Linked DNA regions of Zea mays: region 2 is linked to region 1. The links are chromatin contacts, called in public Hi-C maps. All regions are on one chromosome and are shown on one strand. The core of a region is the stretch at or near the end of the contact, and the rest is flanking DNA. Distances in the headings are between cores, read along the strand shown. Region 1 holds the start of LOC542280 (embryo specific protein 5). Region 2 holds the start of LOC100282524 (ran-binding protein 1).

Region 1 (4,145 bases), core at 614-3,113:
GAGTTGCTTTAAGGTAGATCTGAACTAGTGCGAACCGACTCTACTGTCGTAGTTTTTTAAGAGTTAGACAATCTTTCATTTTTTTTTGAGTTAGACAATCTTTCGGTTTTTATTTAGATTTTAGTTTCGGTTTTTCGGAGTCAGACAATCTTCAGAGGGAGGCAAGCTCTTTTTAGTGTTAAGAGCTATCAAACAGACTAATGAGCTAACGAGGCAATTGGTTTTTTTAGTGTTAGAGCTATCAAACATACCCTAATTAATGAGGCAACTACTAGTATTTAGCTGTCCAAAACTTTATTAATGTGGTAGTTTTTTTTAGAGCTAGGTAGTTTTTAATGTGATAGTTCCTTCTGGGCTAGTTTGGGAACCCTAATTTTATAAGGGCCCAATTTTATAAGAGATTTATATTTTTCCAATGAAAATTAGTTCATTTTTCTATAAAAAATAGAAATTCCTTAGAAAATTAAGGGAAAATTGAGGTTCCAAACTAGTTTTAAAGAGCTTAAAGAGTTTTGGGTAGTTTTTGGAAAATTGGGATTCTCAAACCAGTCCTTAAAGTTTGGTTAGTTTTTCCCGAGCCAGAACAGACCCCTATGTGCTAGTAAAGATTGCAGTTTATTGAGTCCTAGCTAGTTTGATTAGGCATTCTCGTCGATAGAAAGATGAATGTCCAAACTCAGTGAAGCCGTAAAATTGAGGCAGCAGGCATAAAACCAACAATTCTGCCACATGAGGTGCTACTGTTATATGTTTCCGTTCCGTTCTGGTTTCTCTCTTGTGGCAGAATAGCTAGCTAGCTACATCCTTCCCTTTCTTGTATATGAACGGAGAGACTCCAAACAAAATGTAGTCGAACATAAGTGAGAGAAGATTTGAGTTATGAACCAAACTACCTTAACGAAACAAGCACGGATACAAACTCGGAGACCTTAAGGCATCACGACCCACCACCACACGCTATGAGTATGGGGTCGTAGAGCTAGAACACAGGCTGCTACGACGACAAAGCCTGAAGAGACCTGCCTGCTTCAAACACGGTGACGACGACCAACATCAGAACCTAACTGAAGCGAAGCACGCATGATCATACGCGCACGTATGGTCTCCTACACGCGTGCTAGGACGACGACTGACAGCACTACATTATTCAGGGCACACGTGCCAAACGAGGAGCGGCACGTCGTACGACTACCCTACTACTACGACGACACTACATTCCTGCAGCTACGTACTACATGCTAAGCGGGGGCACGCATCAGATCTAGGACTTGGTCCTGAACTTGGACTCGTCGATCTCGATGCCCTCCCGGGCGGCGCGCTCGCCGCCGGACTCCTGCATGGTGCTCAGGCCGCCCTTCCTCCCCATCTCGCTGTACCCTTCGTGGCCCAGCTGCTCTTTGCGGGTCTGCCCGCCCTTGCTGCCCATCTCGCTGTACCCCTCATGGCCCAGCTGCTCACTCCGGGTCTGCCCGCCGTGACTGCGCCCTGCACGAACAGACCAACACAATCGTTTAATTGATGATCAGTTCTTCTTGGCTACTTACGCGCAGTAGTAGTGGGTTTATAGCACACACAAGTGAAAGGAAGATAAGAGGATCACAAGGCCGGCCGGCCGTAGGATACAAACCTTCGGCGAGGTGCTCCTGCGCCTCGAGGGTCTTGCCGCCGGTGCCGCCGGGGACGACGGTCTGCCCCTCCTCGGCCATGCGCGCCAGCTCCTCCCTGCTTTCCTGACCGGACGCCATCGCCGTCCCCAAACTAACGAGCAAAACTGGCGAGCTCGGTGCGGATCGTTGCTAGACGTACACAGGGACTACTACTGTTCTTTAGTTTAGGTGTTGGCTGTTGCTGCTGCTTTGCTTGTGTGAGATGGAGGATCAGGTGGCGCCGCCTTTTTATAGCCGTCCGGTGGGGAGACGCGGCACGTCGCGCGCGAGGCCAGGGCAAAGCCGGCAAGCCGGGCCAGGGACGTGTGCACCGACGCGGACGAATTGCAAGGTCCCTCGGCGCCCGTGCGGCGCGACGCGTGTGCGAGGAGGCCTCGCGGGGGCGACACGTACGTGCGTGTCGAGCGATGGCCTGCGCGCATTCCCCGGGCAGAGATGCCCCTCGGCGCACCATGCGTGCGCGTGCACCGTAGACCCCGTATTTATTTATCCGCTCTGGAGGCGGAGGGAAGGAGTTGAAGCACGCACGACCGCGCCTGGAAGATGGTAGTGTTAAGAAACCTTTCTTGGGCCAGGAAGGCCTATGTGGCCCATATGCCTGAAACCCTAGTTTTGTCTATAAATAGAGAGAAGATCCCCATATCATGTAACCTTTGGAGAGCAGCACCATATAGTAACAAAGAATCAGTTCCTCTCTACACTCTTGTCTCCTTGTGTTCTACTATTATTCAGTTAAGCAGCCCTTGGACTACACTCGGTAGCAAGGGGTTCTTAACACGTTATCACGCACGTGGCTCTACTAAGGAGATCGAGCAAAAGGTATTAAGAAAGATGTTGAACTCATATTTTATGTAATATTATTCTTTCCTCTCTATTCAAGCACATACATGAAAAGCACAAATCCCTAGCAGATTTATCGCCGACACGAAGTCGATGGGGATGCACATGTGATTGTTACTGATTTGAAATCGCCGACACACGTCGATCAATCACATGAGATACACACGTTTATTTTACTGCATCATCGCAAGCACAGAGAAAACAAAAACAAAAGTAGCAACGCTAGCATCAGCGTCGACGTCGTCGCCGTGCTAGCACGCGCGCAGGCAAGCAGCCACCGCCGTAGCTTCAACCTCGTCGCTGCCACACGCAGGCACGCAAGCAAGCAAGCCTTGCCATCACGGTGGGCAGGCAGCCAGGCACGTGGGCACGTAGAGCTGCTGCTGCCTCGTCACTGCCGTACACGAAGCACGGGCGCGCAGAGCTGCTGAGGAATACAAAGCGCCTCCGTGCATTAAAAAAAAATTACTCGTGCAGTGAATACGAAGCGTTGCACTCGTACATCTCTAGGCCCTTAATGCAAAAGCAGCGGCTCATTTTTTCATGTAATAAAGAACACGCATGCAAGGTGGAGTGGCCTAGTGAGCAACAACTCATATCTCTATATATAAAAAAAATGGAGCAGCGCGCATTCTAATGGTCCTTAATGGGCTGTTTTTTTTTCTTAAGGAAAAATAGAATAGAATTTTAATTTAGGCATTATTATGACTCTAGAAATTGATTTCTATGAAACTAAACAATGTAATCTTACATAATTGTGTAATTAAATTTGTATATTGCATCATTCATTTAAAATATTTGCTTTCTTGCGATTTTTTTTTCATCCTCTGAAATGATTACAAGAAGTAATCTAACTATAAAATTTATCACATGTAGATGACTGGTATTGTGAGCCGTGAATTCGAGGTGTTGGCCCCGCATGGTCAAAACTACCTCACGTGGGCATCTGATGTGCAAATTGTGCTTGGGGGCAAGAAGCTCAAAGTTGCAATCGGTCTTGGCCAAAAAGATGAAGTGGCTACCGACGAGCAAAATGACCAAGCATTGCACTTTCTTCGGCATCATCTCTCGCCTACACTCAAGAATGAGTACATGTCAGAGAGAAAGGCAAGCAAACTCTGGAATGCATTGCAACAACGTTTTGAGAGGTTAAAGTACACAGTCTTGCCCCAAGCACAGAAAGACTGGGCTCGCCTTAGATATGCCGACTTTAAAACTGTGGGAGAATACAATGCAGCATTGCACCGAATATGCACCAAATTATCTCTTTGTGGTAAGGTGATAACAAATGAGGAAAAGATTGAAAAAACCTTGTCTACCTTCCACCCAAGCGCCATCCAATCTGCTCGCAACTATCGACAAGACGCATACAAGAAGTATAGCGATCTTATCGATATAATGCAAGTAAATGAGGCACAAGATGATGCTTTGAAGACGAACTTCAATGCTTATCCAAATGGAAAGGGCATTAGCACTGAAGTTAATGTCGCCTCATACAAGATAAGAAAGCCTATCCAGAGAAAGAGAGGCAAGCATGGTGCTGGCAAGGGAAAGAAAGAAACCACAGTCAATCCCATCAATGCTCACGGAAAGAAAACAAGCAAAGAGAAGCCACAGCATAAGCCATACGGACTTCAA
Region 2 (4,145 bases), core at 817-3,316, 190 kb after region 1:
CTATTGAACAAATACGAAGTAGTGAAGAATATAGCTAAAGACTAGCCTTACACAAAATCTACTCGAATGAATAATATGAACCAACCACCGAATATAAAGCGCTTAACAAGAACACACAAGAACACGCGATATAACCCGAGGTTCGGCAACCACCACAAAGGTGTCCTACTCCTCGTTGAGGAACCCACAAAGGGCCGGGTCTTTTCCAACCCTAATCCTCCACAAGCCGACCACAAAGGTCAAGGCAATCTCTTCTCAAATCAGCTCAAAGAGCGGGTGATACAAACTTCTTGGGGTCGTCCACAAATTTGGAGACTCCCAAGCAACCTCTAACCGTCAAGGAACACGAGGTTCTAAGAGTAACAAATCCGCACACAGTTAAGTTTGCAACGAGCTCAAGAACAAAGAGAATGGGAGAATCGAGAAGAAATTTGACAACGAGTTCGATCGAGTTCACCTCACACCAAGGGTCCTTCAAATGATTGAAGGAGATGCGATTGCGGGTGTGAAAGGTGAAATAAATGCGCTTGTTTGAAGGTTGGTCAGCCAAGAATTTGTGGGAGAGGCAGGAGTAAATGAGAGAGAGAGTGTGAGGGGGTATATAAAGGATCCCCCAAAAGCTGACGGCCGTTGGGAGAAAAGAAGTAAAAACCGGTTGAACCGGTTTTCAGACCGGTTGAACCGGTTTCTACCAGGGGGATCCCGGTCCACTGAGCTACTCAGCCGGAGACTCAACCGGTTTCAAAACCGGCTGAGTAAGGAAAAATTTCGGCTCAACCGATTTTAGAAAAATATCTGTTGCGACTTTTCTGACAGCTCTGACTGTCAGACAGGCCAGAGCAGAGGTGGCAGGTGAACAGTACCAAAACCGGTTGAACCGGTTTTGGGGGCTGAAACCAAATTTTGAGTATTTTAAAGAGAACAAAAGTGGAGTCTTTGTGGGAAGTAAAATTTGTTTTTCTCAAGGGCATTCATGATCTGGAAAAATGTTCTCTAAGATGTTTTCAAAAGATTTTGAACTTGGCTCATTGCACAACTTACTTAACCGTCGCGGATCCCTCTTAATTGCACGACGATTTCTATGACTCAAGAATTATAAATTTAGCACCGCCGTTGTTTCTAAGCACTTGGAGCACGCCATTTGATGTGGAATTTTAAATCCGCTGTGCTTTATACTTTTATGCTCGTAAGATCTGTGCTTCTCCTGTCTGTAGAGTTACTGTGTACATGCTAGGAGCAAACTTGTTAGAATTTCAGTTTGTTTTGTCATTAATCACTAAAACCCTCAATTAGGGTTGATTGCACTTACAATAACCATATCAAAGATCAAAGGGCAAATGGGATTTAATTACCATCGAAACGAAGAAATCAAATTGGTGACAACAAATACGAGTTCGACGTGGCTGTGTGCTAGTCATCTAGTCCCACTAGATTCACATGTGTGCCGGGGCCAGCCGAGCCTGTGAGTAGCGAAAGTCTAGCAACCTGTTCGTTTGATCTTCTACTGTTTCTATATTGTTTTGTCTATATAGATTATAGTTGTAGTAGTCCGAACAATTGACTTAAATTCGAAGCGAACAACATGTAGAACTTAATGTCTGATTGACACGATACAAAAACAACGATGTCTAGAATGGGAGCTCAAGGAAGACATTGGTCATTGGACATGACATTAGACGATTTACCAAACATGTCGAGCGTGAGAATTAATATTTCTAACTAAAATCCAAACATTTGATACAGTGACTAAAATATAACAATGGAATTAAACGTATCCTTAGTCATAAACTCAAATAGACAACTAGGTTATCATTTTTACTTCTAAAATGCTAAAAGCTCAAAAAAGCTAACTTTATATAAAAAGATAAAAAGTCTGGTTTTATTCGGTTTCTGGGTTCACGAGGTTAACAATATCACTGAATAACTACCGTTACTTTATTTGGATTAAAAACGTAACATGATTTTTCGGGGAAAAGCAAACAAGTGAAAGAACCCGACGACGATGCTTTGCAAACGGAAGTTCGAGTCGCGTGTTTGACAGAAGGCACGCTGCCGCGGGTCCCACTCTCTGAAAGTGGGCCTATCCTCGCTGGTCACGTCTCCTCTCCGCGCACGAAAACCCTAGCACGCAGGCGCAGCCAGCCCTGCTCCAATTCCCAAAGCTTCTGGAAAACACCTACTCGTCTCTCATCCCTTCCCCGCCGTCGCGTCCTCTTCGAACTGAATCGCGCCGCGATCACCCACCTTATGGCGGACAAGGAGCCTGTCGTGGAGCGATCCGAGGCGTCTGAGGAGGAGGACGCCTCCGCCGCGGCCGCCGCGGGGGAGGAAGAGGACACGGGTGCCCAGGTGGCCCCCATCGTGCGGCTTGAGGAGGTACTCGTCACCACCGGTGAGGAGGACGAGGACGTCCTGCTCGACATGTGAGGCGCTGCCCCCTTCCCCACTTCCTTGCTCATCGCCGCGTGCGGTTGCTCTTCCCCGCTTGATTTGATGCTGATTTGGGTTTTGCAGGAAGGCGAAGCTGTACCGGTTTGATAAAGACGGGAACCAATGGAAGGAACGGGGCACGGGCACCGTCAAGCTTCTCAAGAACAAGGAGACCGGCAAGGTCCGACTGGTCATGCGCCAGGCCAAGACGCTTAAGATATGCGCGAACCACCTCGGTACCCTTTCTTTCGATTTGAAATTCGCCGCCACAATTTGTATATAGCTTTTGTTTGATCCCAAAGAGTAGGATACTGATGCCGCGCTGCGTATGCAGTGGCCCCCACCACGAGAATGCAGGAACATGCCGGCAGCGACAAATCGTGCGTCTGGCACGCTTCTGACTTTGCGGATGGCGAACTCAAGGAGGAGATGTTTGCCATCAGGTTTGGTTCGGTAGAAAGTGAGTTCTCTACCTCGTTTAACCTGTTATGCCCCAACTATATGTTTGATACTAGATGGTTCAACTTCGTAATCTCAGTGTTCTAAAATGAAGTCTTAATGGCCTATTTGGTTTGAGCGGAGGCAAAGCTGCCTAGCCCAGGCATGAATTTCAGGCGTCCAATCCTGGAGGCCTGGCAGTGGCGAAGCTAGAGTAAATCTGAAGGAGGTGCACTTGCCTTTGTGGGTGCATAAAGATTTGTTATATGGATGCATATATTGTGAAATTTTAACTAAATATATAGATTTTGCATCTTTTTTGGGGGTTGAGATTGCTGCCTGGGAGGCCTCGGACCAAAACCAAAAGCAAGCCTGCCTGGTTGTTAAGCTGACAATCTGATTATAGGCTCCTTGGAACTACTAGTTGGCTTGTTCTTTACGTTACTGCAAAATGATCAAACAAATAGGTTTACCAGAGTTTAAGGTCCTTGTTTTGTTGCTTAAGTGTTTTTAACAGTTCAAGGGTTGTTCGACAGAGTGATGCTAAAGAAACCATTTATGAACGAAATTGCCATTTATATGGATTTATTTCTATCCATTGTTTGGCTGCGATTTTGCGGAACTAATTGTTGTTGAGTGTTGACAAAGGAGAGTTGCTTGATTTGTTGGCTTTTATGCATAATAAGGTGGTGGATGTTTTGTGTTGTAAATAGTAAATTCTAATACACGTGGTGACTGAACTGGCACTGGATATTGATTTTGCGAACTTTGGGATCTAATAATCCGATAGCTTGTCAATTCTACCGCTGTAGTATATATGATGTACCACTATCTTCATTTCAAAGAGAAATATTATTACGCATGCATCTGTGGCATGTTTGCATAATTTATTCATCATCGTGGGCTCGTGGCATATTTGCATAGTACCCCTTTCTACTGGTTCTTTGTCTGAAATTTCTTATGTGAAGTTTGCGTCATCTAGTTTAAACAAGCCTTGATTTTAGGTTTCTACTGCACACTCCATAGAGTTTTTTTTCATTTTCCCTGTAAATCGTTATCTTTGATCTGTGGATTCCTGAGCAGTTCACAAGAAAACTACCCAAACTAGATGTCACATGGTCAACATTGTAAAATGGATCAGCCATATCAATGTTTTCAAGTCGCTTGGTTATTTCAAATCGTTATCCTTGATTTGTGGATGCCCCTAACCCTATTGGGCCTAAAAGCCAAGTCTCCAGCCCAACAGATTGCCTCCCTAACAAGCCCAATTGTGGATC

The links. Hi-C and Micro-C count contacts between places; a contact is called where the count stands out from the background.
Region 2: a Hi-C map of ear shows a contact between it and region 1, with 3 times the contacts expected there. The contact joins the promoter of LOC100282524 here to the promoter of LOC542280 in region 1. A contact is called at or near these places in 9 of 25 Hi-C or Micro-C datasets (bundle sheath, ear, leaf and 2 more) and 1 of 3 datasets of contacts at active chromatin or transcription factors (leaf).

The regions. Positions count from the first base shown.
Region 1 is chr6:151,444,962-151,449,106 of Zm-B73-REFERENCE-NAM-5.0, forward strand. It overlaps LOC542280 (embryo specific protein 5), which reads right to left and starts at 1,864. Exons shown (of 2, transcript NM_001111879.3): 1 at 1,628-1,864; 2 at 872-1,485. The coding sequence starts at 1,745. The coding sequence ends at 1,262.
Region 2 is chr6:151,632,816-151,636,960 of Zm-B73-REFERENCE-NAM-5.0, forward strand. It overlaps LOC100282524 (ran-binding protein 1), which reads left to right and starts at 2,067. Exons shown (of 4, transcript NM_001155432.2): 1 at 2,067-2,423; 2 at 2,515-2,666; 3 at 2,765-2,890. The coding sequence starts at 2,248.